3 separate regions of the Sus scrofa genome follow, and all the other regions are linked to region 1. The links are chromatin contacts, called in public Hi-C and HiChIP or PLAC-seq maps. All regions are on one chromosome and are shown on one strand. Each heading gives the region's core, a stretch centred on a gene start, on an enhancer-like site or on the middle of the called end of the contact. The rest is flanking DNA. Distances are from core to core; before and after follow the strand shown.

Region 1 (4,351 bases), core at 1,668-4,167:
CTGCTTTAGGTTACTGGCAGGTTCAGTGAGCCTGGCTGAAGTAGTCTATCCTTCAAGTCTAGAACAGAAGTAGTCATTACATAAACCTTTTTTAAACATTAAACATTCACATCTATTTTTTCTCTGTAAAGAAAAATATAATACATGAAAAGGATTATTAGTGTAACAGAAGGAGACAAAATGACACCAATTCAAAGCTGTTACAGTTGAGTGTGATGCTTATTGTACATCATTCCCTTCCCAAGACTGTCTAGGCAGCAGTCCACAGTTTCTATTTCAATTTTTCCCTCAATACAGGTTAACGGACTCCCAGATATGAAGAGAATATCTGAACTCATCTCTGATCAGGTGGCCATGTCCTTTCACCCCCCACCCCCAACTCAGTCCTCTTGAAAAGTGCATTACTGCAGAAAACATGGACTTGTAAGAAATATCTTTACTCTCTTGCAGTGAACTTCTATAAAATTAATTTCTTCAGGAGAAACTGAGTATTTTCCAGATATAGCACTGTACTAATACTTCAGGAGTAGGTGAAGGTCTTTGCCCTCCAGAAGTATGCAGCCAGACAGAAGATCCATGACTACAAGGCAGAACCAGGTGAGCATGTGCTGGGACAGGCCAGGGGCTGTGAAGCCAGGGCCCACATGCAGACTCAAGGAAGTACGAGGTCCGGCATTTGAGCCCAACCTAGACCCGTAGGATTCTCTATTTCAAAAAGGAGAAAGAGTGAGTTAACCAATGTTAAGAGCATGCTGCAATCTCTTCACGTACAGATGCTCTAAAGTTTAGGAAAAAAAACACATAGCATACCTTCTCGCTGGGTTCTATGAGGTGCCACAGTAAGTCCGTCATGAGGTATTGGGGCTTGTTCTAACAAACTGGCTTCGCCACTTTGCAAATAATCACTATGAGCAGAGTCATTCTAGAAGAGAAAGAGGGGTACAGGTTAATCTATACCAGAAATTAAAAACAGTGGATGTCACAAAAATAAACCAGATTACAGTCATAATTTTAACAGCAACAATTTTAATAGCCAATTTCTAGAGATCAAATAGGTGATTACCTATTAAGCACAGAAAGTACAGTGTGAGAGCAGTAAGGAAAGAAGTACCAATATTTTCTTCATTTAATGGTAATATTCTATCAATTATTTACTGTCTTAGTTCTCTTGGGACACACCGAAAATTGCTACTCAGAGTTGCCAATGATGTCAATTCTATACCAAAGTGAACCCAGGACTGAAGGAACACATACAAAATAGATGGCTCCCTTTATGCTATTCCCCAGATGTAATGGCTTTTGTATTTTTTACATTATGCAATTTTTCCTCATTACTTGGTTTTAGTGACAGTCTATCAAGATGCTTTGCTGGGAAAAAGTTTTTAAAAGGTATCATCAATACATGCCCACCTCGCTCAACAAGAATGTGTATGCACGTAAGTTCACTATGAATGTTAAATCATTTAACAGTACTGGGTACTCTAAATCTGAGACTGCCCAGCCAATCATGTGAACTAGATTAAGTTTACCCCAGAACTGCTGCTATGAGAAATGAACAGCATGTTCATCTTACACAGAGCTCTCTGAATTCAAGCACTGTCATGCATATATTGTTACTATAACCCACTGGATAAGCCAAAAAATAAAATAGCTTTATAACATTCTTTATCGCCACTCACACCTTATCCCCCCCTTCATGTTCAGAATCTCAAAATACTACTCAGAGCAAAATTATCTCAGTTTCAGGAATAATTACAATTTTACAAATCTGCAATAAATAATATTAATTTTTAATTTATAAAGAAAGGAAGTAAAGAGATGACCCTTCGCTTTCCAAGGATTCCTAATTTAAAATATTTTGTTGTAAGCCACAAGGGAAGTCCTAAAATATTTTGTTCTACAGCCTAATCAGTCATCCTGGCCTAACAATGAGTATGGGTTGCCAATTGGCAGCTCTATTTCTGGGAATAAGACACCATATTAGATATTCTTGGGAGCTAAGCTTCAGCCTTGTAGTGTGTCTTCTTTCAGAAACCCAAGGAAATAAAGCCTGTCTACACAGGAACACTTAAGGAGAAGAGAAAGAGCACCGACATCCAACTTTCAAATTACTTATTTTAAAAAGGTGGATTTAGGAATTCTTGCAATAACAAAATCATGTATTCGCTAACAGACTATTTAATCATTTACTACAAAGTACTACAACCACATTGGCCTAGAGTTGCTATAAATACTTTAAAAATCAATGTAAGTAAAGTACTGTAATCCTCTCAAGTATTTGTAACTGGAAGTTCTAGCTGAATAAATCAACCATTTCTTATAGGATATTTTCCACATTTTTCATATGTGGTTCATAAATTTAAAGACAACACACCTTCAAATATAAATGAATGAAAAATATGCAAGAAACAACAGTTTTCATTAGGGAAATGCAAATCAAAACTACAATGAGATACAACTTTATACCCATTAGGATGGCTATTATCCAAAAAACAGACGAGTATTGGTGAGAATATGGAGAAATTGTGAATTGTTGGTGGGAATGTAAAACAGTGCAGACACTATGGAGGGCAGTATAGGAGTTCCTCAAAAAAATAAAAATTATCATATGATCCAGCAATTCCACTTTTAAGTATATACCCAAAAGAACTGAAAACAGTCTCAGATAATTAGTACTCTGATGTTCATAGCAGCATTATTCATAATATCCTAAAAGTGGAAACAATTGAAATATCCACTGATGGATGAACAGATAAACAAAATGTGGTAAAAATACAGCTGAAAATTATTCGGCCTTGAAAAGGAATAAAGTTGACACATGAATGAATCTTGAGGACATTATGCTAAGTGAAATAAGCCAGGCACAAAAAGACAAACACTGTGTGACTCCACTTACATAAGGTACCTAGAGGGGTCAATTCATAGAGAAAGTAGAGTGGTGGCTGCCAGGGACTTGAGAGAGACAGAGCGGGGAGTAGTTGCTTAACAGATACTGAGGTTCAATTTAGGACAAAAGAAAGTTCTGGAGATGCAGGGTGCTGATGGTTGCACAACAAAGTCTGAAGTTACTTTAAGGAACACAACAACCAAGTAAAAAGCCTTCTGTTTTAATTATGTAGGCAGAAAAGGGGAATTGAGTTTCTATCCAAAGACCTAAGTTCATCAACCCATGAAATATCTAAGTTTTCTCTCCCCTACCCCAAGTCAAGTCTTAGCATATATCGATACTATAAAATCATTTAGACTAAGTTTAGAAACTATAAAATTTTATTAATTTAACAACAATTTAATCTAATGCCTCATGAGCTACAAAGATCAAAATTACAGCGTTTACTGGTCCTCATGCAAAAGGTTGTTGGCTCTGCTGTCTCCCCTTTTCCAAGTCAGGCGTGCTTTATTCTGCATAAGGGGAAGGGCCATAAAATCTGAAAACTACTGGTTGATTGGAATTGTTCGTGGAGGAATTAAGCTCACTTGCTCTATTAAGCTCAGACTGGTGACATGTCAAATTGGCATTTTATAAAGACTAGTTGGATGAAAGTGTCAGGATGAGGTGGAAAGTGGCAGAATTTTCCTCTGCTTGGATTAAGAAGATGAAGTTTAAAAATGCTACACCAGCAAAAAACATGAACAGGAATGAAAAGAACATGATTATATGTATGCCCTTCTCCTTTCTAAAACTTACCTGAGTGTGTAAAGCTTTTTCTGACCTATGGTGTGTTTCTGGTTGGCTCAAATCCACCTGTCAGGTAATGTATCCTTCATTCTAGAGACTGCTCAGATTTCACTTTTATATAAGGAGATCCATCACAATTACATGCTTGAGATCTCTTAAATGTAGGGAAAGTTTCTGAAATAATCAAGTGACTGGGCAGTCCTAAAAAGACTCTTCTCTGAAAACATTTCATGAGACAAAGATCACATCGACTCCATTTTACTTTAGCAACAGTTAAACTGTAGATGGAATTTATTTTAGCTCATTTGCCAATATTCTGCAAGTTTCCTCTAGTCCTTTGATGCAAACTATAAATTTTTAAATACCAGGACATTCTTTCTTTAAAGAAAAAAAAAAAAAAAAATCAGGAGTTCCCGTTGTGGCTAAGGACCCGAGTAGTCTCCATGAGGAGTCTGGTTTGATCCCTGGCCTCGCTCAGTGGGTTAAGGCTCCACCATTGTTGCAAGCCGTATGGAGTATAGGTCACGGATGTAGCTCGGATCCAGCATTGCTGTGGTTGTAGCTCCAATTCGACTCCTAGCCCAGGAATTCCCATATGCCACAGGTGCAGCTGTGAAAAGAGGGGGAAAAAAATCAGAAATTAGGAATTTCTTAGTTTGTTTTTTATGAAGTTTA
Region 2 (4,182 bases), core at 5-2,504, 69 kb after region 1:
TTCACCAATGGGCAGAAATGATGTATCTTGTTTTATCTTAGGAATGAACTGAACTGCTGGTCCACAAGAACAGTTTTTCTATCAAAGGATACCATCAAATTCTGGCGAAGTTCTACAAATCATAATCTATTTCCCTTTTTCCAGAAAGGTAAGTGAAAATCTGCTTGTTCTAAGGTTAAAGTCCAGTTTGTACTATTTATTCTGACTAACCTTCTGAGAATGAGAAGGGCATGTTTTTAGAGCAAAGGGAAAATTTTGACCAATGGCCATGCACTGTGACAAGTGCTGCATTGAAAAGAAAACAAGGAGCCAGATCGGCTCTTCTAGAACTGGAATTGGTCTTCTCAAACTGGGAGAAACAAAGCAACCTTCCATGGATGTGTAAACAGCACCCATGATCCTGCCTGCCACGGAACCTGTGATGCTAGGCACTGTGGGTGTTGCAAACCCGATGTTTTGAAACTTGCCACCCACACTTGCCACCTCCCTGTACCCACTGCATTTCAACACTGGTCTAGTGAAGCAATGTTGATATTCCCCTGGCAGAAACTCCTTCCCAGAGGCTAGAGCATGAAGGCCGCCCTCCTTGTAGCAGCTCCCCTGCATAGTGATTTGCTGGTGTGGGGCGGACTTGCAAATTAATTTGATTTGAAAATTTATTTTCAGTACAGGATTTTGCCAGGCCATACAGGCTCTCTATATTGGCCCTTTCTCCCAATGTCATGCCTCTGATGCTGCTGGCTGAGAGCACCAATAGGAATATGGATTTGACTGTCAATGGTCTGTTCAGCCCGACTTCTTTCAGAGCTGATCTAATTTCTTTAGCGATCTGTGCCTGCAGAGGAATTGTGTTAATTTGTTAATTGAGTTAGAGCACTGCCAGAGCAGCAGTAGACCTTCCTTGGCTCTACCCTGGGTCTAATGGGGAAACGCTAACTGTAATGAAGCTGTACTGGTTGGGGAACAAATGAGAGCTGATGAATTACAGCCAGAACGTGACACTGATGAGAGGTGATCATTCCCAGCAGAGATGTACGTGGATCTCAGATCCGCAGTGCTCACAGAGTGGATCTGGGAGGGGGGAGATGGGTGGTCTCCCAGTGGTGCCTCCTGGAAGCTTTGACACACAGCAGGTAAGGTCCGGCTGAGAGGTGTGACTCAGCGCTCTGGCTCCAACCCTGGGACACACTTTCTTTTGCCCAGGAGAGCGGCTTAAATGCTATTCTCCATGACTCAGCGGTCAAGACCTCCTTGGGCAAGTTCCACTGTGGACCAGTGCTCTTAATCTAAATGCACAGGCCCCATTGGCCAGGCAGATGGAGAGGGCAGCTGTCACTTCCCAGGGAAGCCAGGCGATCCCCCTGGGTCAGCGGGGCAGGGTTTCCTGTGAGGAGACCACGTGTGAAATCCTTGGGAAGGCAAGGCATTCTGAGGATGTGAGTTATCACGGCAGAGCTCACCGAGGCTTCCCTGATTTGATATAAATAACTCTGCACTGGCAGCGAATGGGAAGACAGCCAAGTAGTAATGAATACTAGGACAAACAAACAGGCCTCCGGGATGCTGGCCCAACCACTCCAAACCACGCTTGGCAACAGGCTCAGAGGTGGTGGTGGGCGAAATCGCACCAACCACATGGCATTAATCCTCCTCAGTGGAGAGAGGCAGCTCTCTGGAGTAAGTCAAGCTCAGATAATTAGGAAAGGCTGTACCACATGGAACTGGAGCATTGACGTCAAGGAGCCCATCTGAAGCCTGCTAGTTCCCCTGATACGATATTCAAATATTAACCGACACATCGGGAGTTGTAAATTGGACACTTTCTATTTAGGAAGCCCTGGATTGAGAGGTAACAATGTGACAAGAGACAATTTCAGTGCCACCTCCTGACAACTAGAGCTTATAATTAAATGGAAATGCATGGAAAAAGGAGAAATAGGATGTAGTCTAGCAGCATTATATACTACCCAACAACTAACTCCTTTATACAATAGACTTTTAATTTTTGGCTGTGCCCATGGCATGTGGAAGTTTCTAGGCCAGACATAGAAACCTGCACCACAGCAGTGACAATGCTGGATCCTTAACCTGCTAGGCCACCAGGGAACTCTAACAAGACTTTCTATTGCATTGATGGGCTCACGTTAAGTAAGAAAAAAGGTTAGATGAACCCAGAGTGGGAACACTGGGGAACAAACCAATAAGGAAGGCAGAGCTGCCTGGAGCTTGGCTGCCAGGGTCAGTACTATAATGGTCAATCTAAGCTAAAGCCACAGTAAGAGGGGAAGGGGAGGGGAAATGGAGATTCTCAGGTTAGTCTGGATAGTGCCTTTGGCCCTCGGCAGAAACAAACCTGACTTCTCTTTTCATAAAAGCTTCCCCATCACAGGCTCTCAGGAGTTCCTCAAATTAAGATCAACCAAGGAGTTCAGAATCAAACAACATGAAAAATACAAGCAAAGAGGCCACCATGAGTGAAAATCAGCAGAAACTATGGATCACAGAATTAAATTGCCTATTCCTTTAGGTAATGAAATTAATCAGACACAAAATATATAAAATGATAATGTATCAAGTGCTTAAAGACTGAAAAAAGGAATCACAAAATAAGCAATAAGAGACTATAAAATGACCAGGAAGATTTTAGAAAAAAGAATTTGAAAAATTATGAATTATAAAAGTTAATAAAACACACCTTGATGAATAGGTAAAACAGAAAATTAGCATAGCTTAAGGGATCACTTTTATTTAATCCTTGAATATTTATTGAATATTTACCACAAGTCAATTACTGTTCTAGGCCAGGGAGGTATGTATAGCAGTGAACAAAATAGACAAAAGTCCTTGCACACCCACAGGTTACAAAATAGATAAAAGGAGTTCTCATTGTGGTACAGTGGAAATGAATCCAACTAGTATCATGAGGATGCGGGTTCAATCCCTGGCCTTGCTCAGTGGGTCAGGGTTCCAGCATTGCCATGAGCTATGATGTAGTAGCAGACGTGGCTCAGATCCCGCGTTGCTGTGGCTGTGATATAGGCCAGCAACTGCAGCTCCAATTCGAACCCTAGCCTCTGAAATTCCATATGCTGGGGGTGGGGGGGTTGCCCTAAAAAGGAAAAAAAAAAAAAGATAACATAGCATAATCTTTTGAAAACCATAAATCAGGGGAAAAGGATAGAGAATGCCAGTTGTAGAGGAGTTTTTATTTTATGCCTTTTTTCTTTTTTTTTAAGGGCCACACCCATGGCATATGGAGATTCCCAGGCTAGGGGTCAAATCGGAGCTGCAGCTGTTGGCCTACACCACAGCTCACAGCAACACTGGATCCTTAACCCACTGAGTGAGGCCAGGGATCAAACCTGAGTCTTCATGGATACTAGTCAGATTCGTTTCCACTGAGCCACGCGGCGAACTCCTAGAACTGTATTTTAAATAGGAAGGACAGAAAAGTAAGGATTTGGGTAAAGATTTGAAAGAGATGAAGGAACAACCTATGAAAATACTGGGGGAATAGCATTTCAGGCAAAGGGAACAGTATGATGGCCCAGAGGTAGTCTGTACTTATAGAACTGCCATTGTATCACAGTTACTGTTTCATGCCTTCAACCAGGCATAAAGGACAAGGATGAGCCACAATCATCAAATGCAAAGCTGAATATATTGGTATATTTGACCTCCTGGAAAAGAGGTCAGTGTGGGTGGAAAGTGAGGTGGGGGTCTAAGAAGGGCAGGGCCTGGGGCTTTGCAGGACAGTAAAGCATCATGCTAGGTGGCAATGATACCTTAAAGGCCCGCATGAAGTCCATGGTTATGAATTTAAATTTGAATTTAACTGTAAAATGCAGCTCACAAGTAACCCTGAAGCTCCTTCCACCCCAGTTTGTCTGGCATTCTCTCTCTTGTGTCTGGAATCCTCTCCTCCCCCTAGTTCTTTGTCTTTGATGTTTTCCCTGACCTTTTCTGTCTGATTTATTTGCACACCTATCCTTCTTCCTATCTCAGTCTGTGCTTACAGAACTGCCATTGTATCACAGTTACTGTTTCATGCCTTCAACCAGGACATGGCTTAAGGACAAGGATGAGCCACAATCATCAAATGCAAAGTGCAATATATTGAAGTGCCCTCTATAAAATCCAAGATTATTGCAGGAAAGGGCTAAATGGTGACTGTTTGCAATA
Region 3 (4,670 bases), core at 1,298-3,797, 87 kb after region 1:
ATGAGTAAGCATATGCAGAAGACTTAGTATTCTGTCTGTCTTGTAGGCTCCAAAGCTATGGACTCCAGGGAGGGATGTTCTAATGATAGGATTTTAGGTATCAGACAACATGGAGTTGGCAGTAATTTTAGGGGCAACCAGTAGTTTCTTTTGAAAGACCTGCTCTGCACTGTCTTAGAGAACTGAACTATTGAAATTTGGCCTTGGCCCTCCCACTGGGGACCCACTTGAAGCTCTAAGGGAGTATGTCCCAACACCCACTCTCAAACAGTTGCACTGAGGATTGCGTCCTTGCTCCATGAGAGCAAAGGATTAGCAATCCCTGCTTTGGAAGAGGGAGCAGAAAATGCTGACAAGCAGAGCTTCATACCTGCTGTTCCTGTCCTGGCTTCTCAACTGTCAAAGCCAAGCACGTGCCCTTCATCCTAAGGCTACCTTTTCCTTCCGGGCTTAACGTGGGGATGGAATAAAATCTAGAGATTTGAGCAGGCACAAATTTACATTTGGCTTGTTTGCATTCAGATCGTGTTTTCCCTAAGCTGGGCTCATCATCAGAGAGGTGGGGGCCGGGCCAAATCTTAAAGAGCCACTTGGCGACTCTAACGACTGGCAAAGAGGAAAGAAATTGGTAAACAATATTTTAAAAATATGTTAAATGCCAAACAGTCTGTATTTCATCTCTAATGTTTATTTATGGATCTTTGCTGCTATTTTTCAGGAATTCTAGTAGCATGTATCCAACTGTTTCAAACCTCCACCTGCTACATGGGCGTGGCTTCTGAGATCGACATGCTTCCAACAGCTTATACAGAGTGAACGGCAGATGCGTCCTTTGGGGGTGATCTCAGGGACGTCAGAAAGTCCCTGCCTTCCAAAACACCTCCACCACCTTCTTGGTGGTGAATAAATGAGGGAAATCCCATCTAGAGAAGAGCAGTGTACAAATGTCCATTGATGTAAAGCTACTGATAATCAGTTTTTTTTTCCCTGTGATCAAGTGTTACTAAAGGAGAAAAGGGAAGAAAGATGGGGGCCTGCAACTTCACTGACAGAGGAGGGAAGAAAGAAAGGGAGACAGAAGAAGAAATTGAAGGCATTCTTATCAGATTTGTCTATCTCACAGTATCCCTGGGATAATGCAGAATGTGCATCTGTCAGGAGGCTCTAGTGCCCAGATTATTCTAGGGAAGTCAGCACACCTGGCTCTGTTTTTGGTTCCTTTCCTAGAGTCATTCGGCCAGCAAATTGGAAGGCAGCAGGGAGCCTCATGTGTCCTTCCCCACTGTTCATAAGGCAATAACCAACCTCCAAACTGAAGGTGGGGATGAGGGGATTTGCTCTAGCTATACGTACAGGAAAAAAAATCTGTACCAGGAGTGCCCCTCATGGCTCAGCGGAAATGAATCTGACCAGTATCCATGAGGATGCAGTTTCAATCCCTGGCCTCAGGTTAAGGATCTAGTGTTGCCATGAAGTGAGCTGTGGTGTAGGTCACAGATGAGGCTCAGATCTATTCGACCCCTAGCCTGGGAACCTCCATATGCCACAGGTATGGCCCTACAAAAAAAGACCAAAAAAAAAAAAAAAATCTGTACCAAAGTTTCAGCAGCTTAGCTTTGGTGATTGGTCTGTAATAATTCTGTCAACCTCTTGTGTTTATAAAGCCCTCCTCCAAACTTCTTAGAAGAGCTGTAGGATAAGAAGGAACGAGTTATTTCTTGAGGACCTGCTAGGGCCGTTCATATTTTACTTGTAAGCCTCATCGCAGCACCACCAGGAAAGAACTACTTTTTCCACCTTACAGCAGAGGAAATTGAGGATCAGGAGGATGTCAAAAGGCTGGTGTCCAACAGAACCTTTGTCATTTAGGAAAAGCAAACTCTTCCACAGCCACTACAAAGGGCATGCCTCTTTCAAAGTGTAGAGTAGTGGCAGCCAGACAGCTATTCTTAGAGGGTTTTTTCTTCACTCTTTAGCCCTCCCCCCCCCCTTTTTAGCCTGACTACCTCTGATGCCCATGGTTAAATATATTTATAAGTGATCTTGATGCAAGAAGTTGGCTCAGTTCCAATTGGAAATGCACTTAATCCTGTCATCTCAAACCATCCCATCCTTCTTAGCAGGTCACTCTCGGAGTGATCCAGAGGGTGTTAGTGGGAGCAAAGTGTCCTCTCCATTTTGCCGGTACCATGATGAGACGCTGACAATGCCTTTTCTGCCAGCCAAGCACCTCTATGCCAGGCAGGATGCTAACGGTAATGGAGAGCGGCCCTCTACGTCGAGCCCTGAAGGACTGCTTTCACTTGTGTCCGTTTGATTTTGTGGTTTGGTTGTGGGTTGATCCCAACCGAGCCCAAGGGACGGAGGTAGGAGAACCTTGATCACAGAGGAGGCTGTTAATGAGGGAAGCAGTCGGAGGTTCGGTCTAATCTGAAAATCAAGGATATATCATCTCCTAAATCTGTCAGAGCAATTTAGGACTGCCTTCTAGACAACCTCATTCATTCCGGGATTGCTCCCATTACCTGCTGTGACTGAGGGAAGCGCCTGGACCCTGGCCCCAACCTTCAATGGAGCGCCACCTAGCGGAATTGTTTTCAAATACAAACATTATGCTGCCAAGGAAGTCCTTTTGCGTAAGGCTCTTGGCATTTGATTTTTTCTTTCAGGCGCTGTGTCAACAGGATGATGGAGCATTTCCTAAGTCCAAATAAGCCGAGTTAACATATTACGGATTTAAATAGTGTGGCAGTTAATTGACCGAGGATATTTCGCCGCTTAATAGCCTGAGTTCCCTTTACCCTTGACTAGAGAAGCAGAATGGACCTGTTACACTGGGGTGGAGTCCCTGACAGCAGGGCAAGTAGCAAGGAAGGAAAAAACAAGCCAATGTCCTGAAAAATCTCCATAAAAGGTCAGGCATGGGCAGATTAAATGAACATCATCCTCATGAAAACAGAGGCAGCTAGGTGGCCTGGCATCCCAAGCTTCTGAAGATGGCTCTCAGCCGCCAGGGGAGGAAAATCCCCATCTCTTCCTCACCCAGGCAGGAAGAGATCTGTGCAAAGACCCTAAATGTTTAGATTCTTTCCACATCACCTCTTGCTCAATGTGGTCAGAACACAAATGATTTCAATCCCCTCATCCCTCTTGTTTAGAGGTAGCTCGCTATGATTTTAAAAGGTTAGAATTTCAGGTGATTAAAAACTGCTCAGATAAACACCTACCACCCAGCCACTCTGGGGCTTCTCTTTGATAGAAGTAGTGTGTTTGAGTCCTAGGACTGCCTTAATTAAGTACCACAAACATGGTTTGAAACAACAGAAATTTATTCTCTCCCAATTCTGGAGGCTCCAAGTCCAAGATCAAGGTGTCAGCAGAGCCATGCTCTCTCTGAAGGCGCTAAGGGAAGATATGTGCCTTTCTCCCAGCTTCTGGTGTTGCTGACCATCCCTGGCATTCCTTAGCTTGTAGACACATCACCCCAGTCTCTCTCTCAGCATCACATGGTGCTCACTCTGTGTCCTCACACCATCTTCCCTGTGTGCATGCCATTGTCTTCACATGACATTTGGCTCTGCGTCTCTTCCACTCTCCTAATGAGAACACCAGTCCTATTAGCTTGGGTGCTCACCCTCCCCCAGTGTGACCTCATCTTCACCTCCATCTTGATCACATTTGCAAAAATCCTACTTCCAGATAAGGTCACATTCACAGCTTCCAAGGGTTAGGACCTCAACATATCTTTTTAAGGACATATTCAACCCATAAGAAATAGGAAGGGTCAACAGCAGGCAGAAAACCACAAGACCAACACCAGTTATAAGGGTGAGGGAGAGAAGGGCATGGAGATGCCCCAGTGCTGCTGGTTGTTTTTTTCCCCTGAATTCCCACATTCTCATCCATCCAAACCTCTGTAATATGAGGCTAAGACAAGATCATGATATTAAATACTATTATATCAGTAGGATGAGAAATATATTTTAAAGACATGCCATTTCCTTAGAAAGAAAATAATTGTCCATTATCTATTTGGAACATCCTTCCAAATAGCTGTCTCTAATTTACCGCCCTTTATTTTTAGTGGGTGTAAAGGAAATAAATATGACTCATTTAACACCATCTGTGCATTTCCACTGAAATGGAGAGTCAACCTGAAATATGTAGAAACTTTCAGTCTTTTAATGTAGGATTCTTTTTATTTAATGCATTAGCTATTTGATAGATAATTCAATAGATCCTACTGCACTAAACTATACAGCATTCTTATTCTTCATATTTTTTATAGTCCATATTGTCTTATTATTGATAACGCATGCATGTATGCTACATGTAGGTGCTGTCTTTGTAGGAAATACTTTCTCCTTTCAAACAGATGTAACAATGTTATCTGTCTTTACTGACTCTCTTCTGTGTTCCAGACACAGTGCTAATTGGTTTATATGCATTATTTTATTTAATTATTAAAGTAAACATGCTGTACGTGTTGTCATTCCCATTTTACAGATGGAGAAGCTGAGACTTGATCTTGCCCCAAATTACATAGTTCTTTAGCGGTGGAGCTGGAATTTAGATTCGAATTTACGATTCCAAAGCTCATAATGGACTACCTTCATATTTTTTACAGTAATCCTGGTGGATTTTCCTTAACGCATTTGGTTTTTTCCCCT

What was found. A called contact is a pair of places that touch in the nucleus more often than the background predicts. HiChIP or PLAC-seq counts read pairs in DNA pulled down with a chosen protein or histone mark.
Region 2: a contact with region 1 is called in an H3K27ac HiChIP or PLAC-seq map of alveolar macrophages. The contact joins two enhancer-like sites. A contact is called at or near these places in 2 of 47 Hi-C or Micro-C datasets (epiblast stem cells and liver) and 2 of 2 datasets of contacts at active chromatin or transcription factors (alveolar macrophages and skeletal muscle).
Region 3: a Hi-C map of alveolar macrophages shows a contact between it and region 1, with 2.0 times the contacts expected there. The contact joins two enhancer-like sites. A contact is called at or near these places in 9 of 47 Hi-C or Micro-C datasets (alveolar macrophages, blood, epiblast stem cells and 6 more) and 2 of 2 datasets of contacts at active chromatin or transcription factors (alveolar macrophages and skeletal muscle).

Annotation. Positions count from the first base shown.
Region 1 is chr1:159,005,399-159,009,749 of Sscrofa11.1, forward strand. ZCCHC2 (zinc finger CCHC domain-containing protein 2) reads right to left here. Exons shown (of 14, transcript XM_021099630.1): 2 at 811-922. Among named protein-coding and RNA genes, the nearest start is that of ZCCHC2, 15 kb to the right of the region's middle. Within about 2 kb of position 2,918, at least 2 of the 83 cell types and tissues checked have an H3K27ac peak or open chromatin away from gene starts, as enhancers often do. A contact at or near this core is called in alveolar macrophages, where this site is marked.
Region 2 is chr1:159,076,512-159,080,693 of Sscrofa11.1, forward strand. No RefSeq gene overlaps it. Among named protein-coding and RNA genes, the nearest start is that of ZCCHC2, 56 kb to the left of the region's middle. Within about 2 kb of position 1,255, at least 24 of the 83 cell types and tissues checked have an H3K27ac peak or open chromatin away from gene starts, as enhancers often do. A contact at or near this core is called in alveolar macrophages, where this site is marked.
Region 3 is chr1:159,092,489-159,097,158 of Sscrofa11.1, forward strand. No RefSeq gene overlaps it. Among named protein-coding and RNA genes, the nearest start is that of ZCCHC2, 73 kb to the left of the region's middle. Within about 2 kb of position 2,548, at least 17 of the 83 cell types and tissues checked have an H3K27ac peak or open chromatin away from gene starts, as enhancers often do. A contact at or near this core is called in alveolar macrophages, where this site is marked.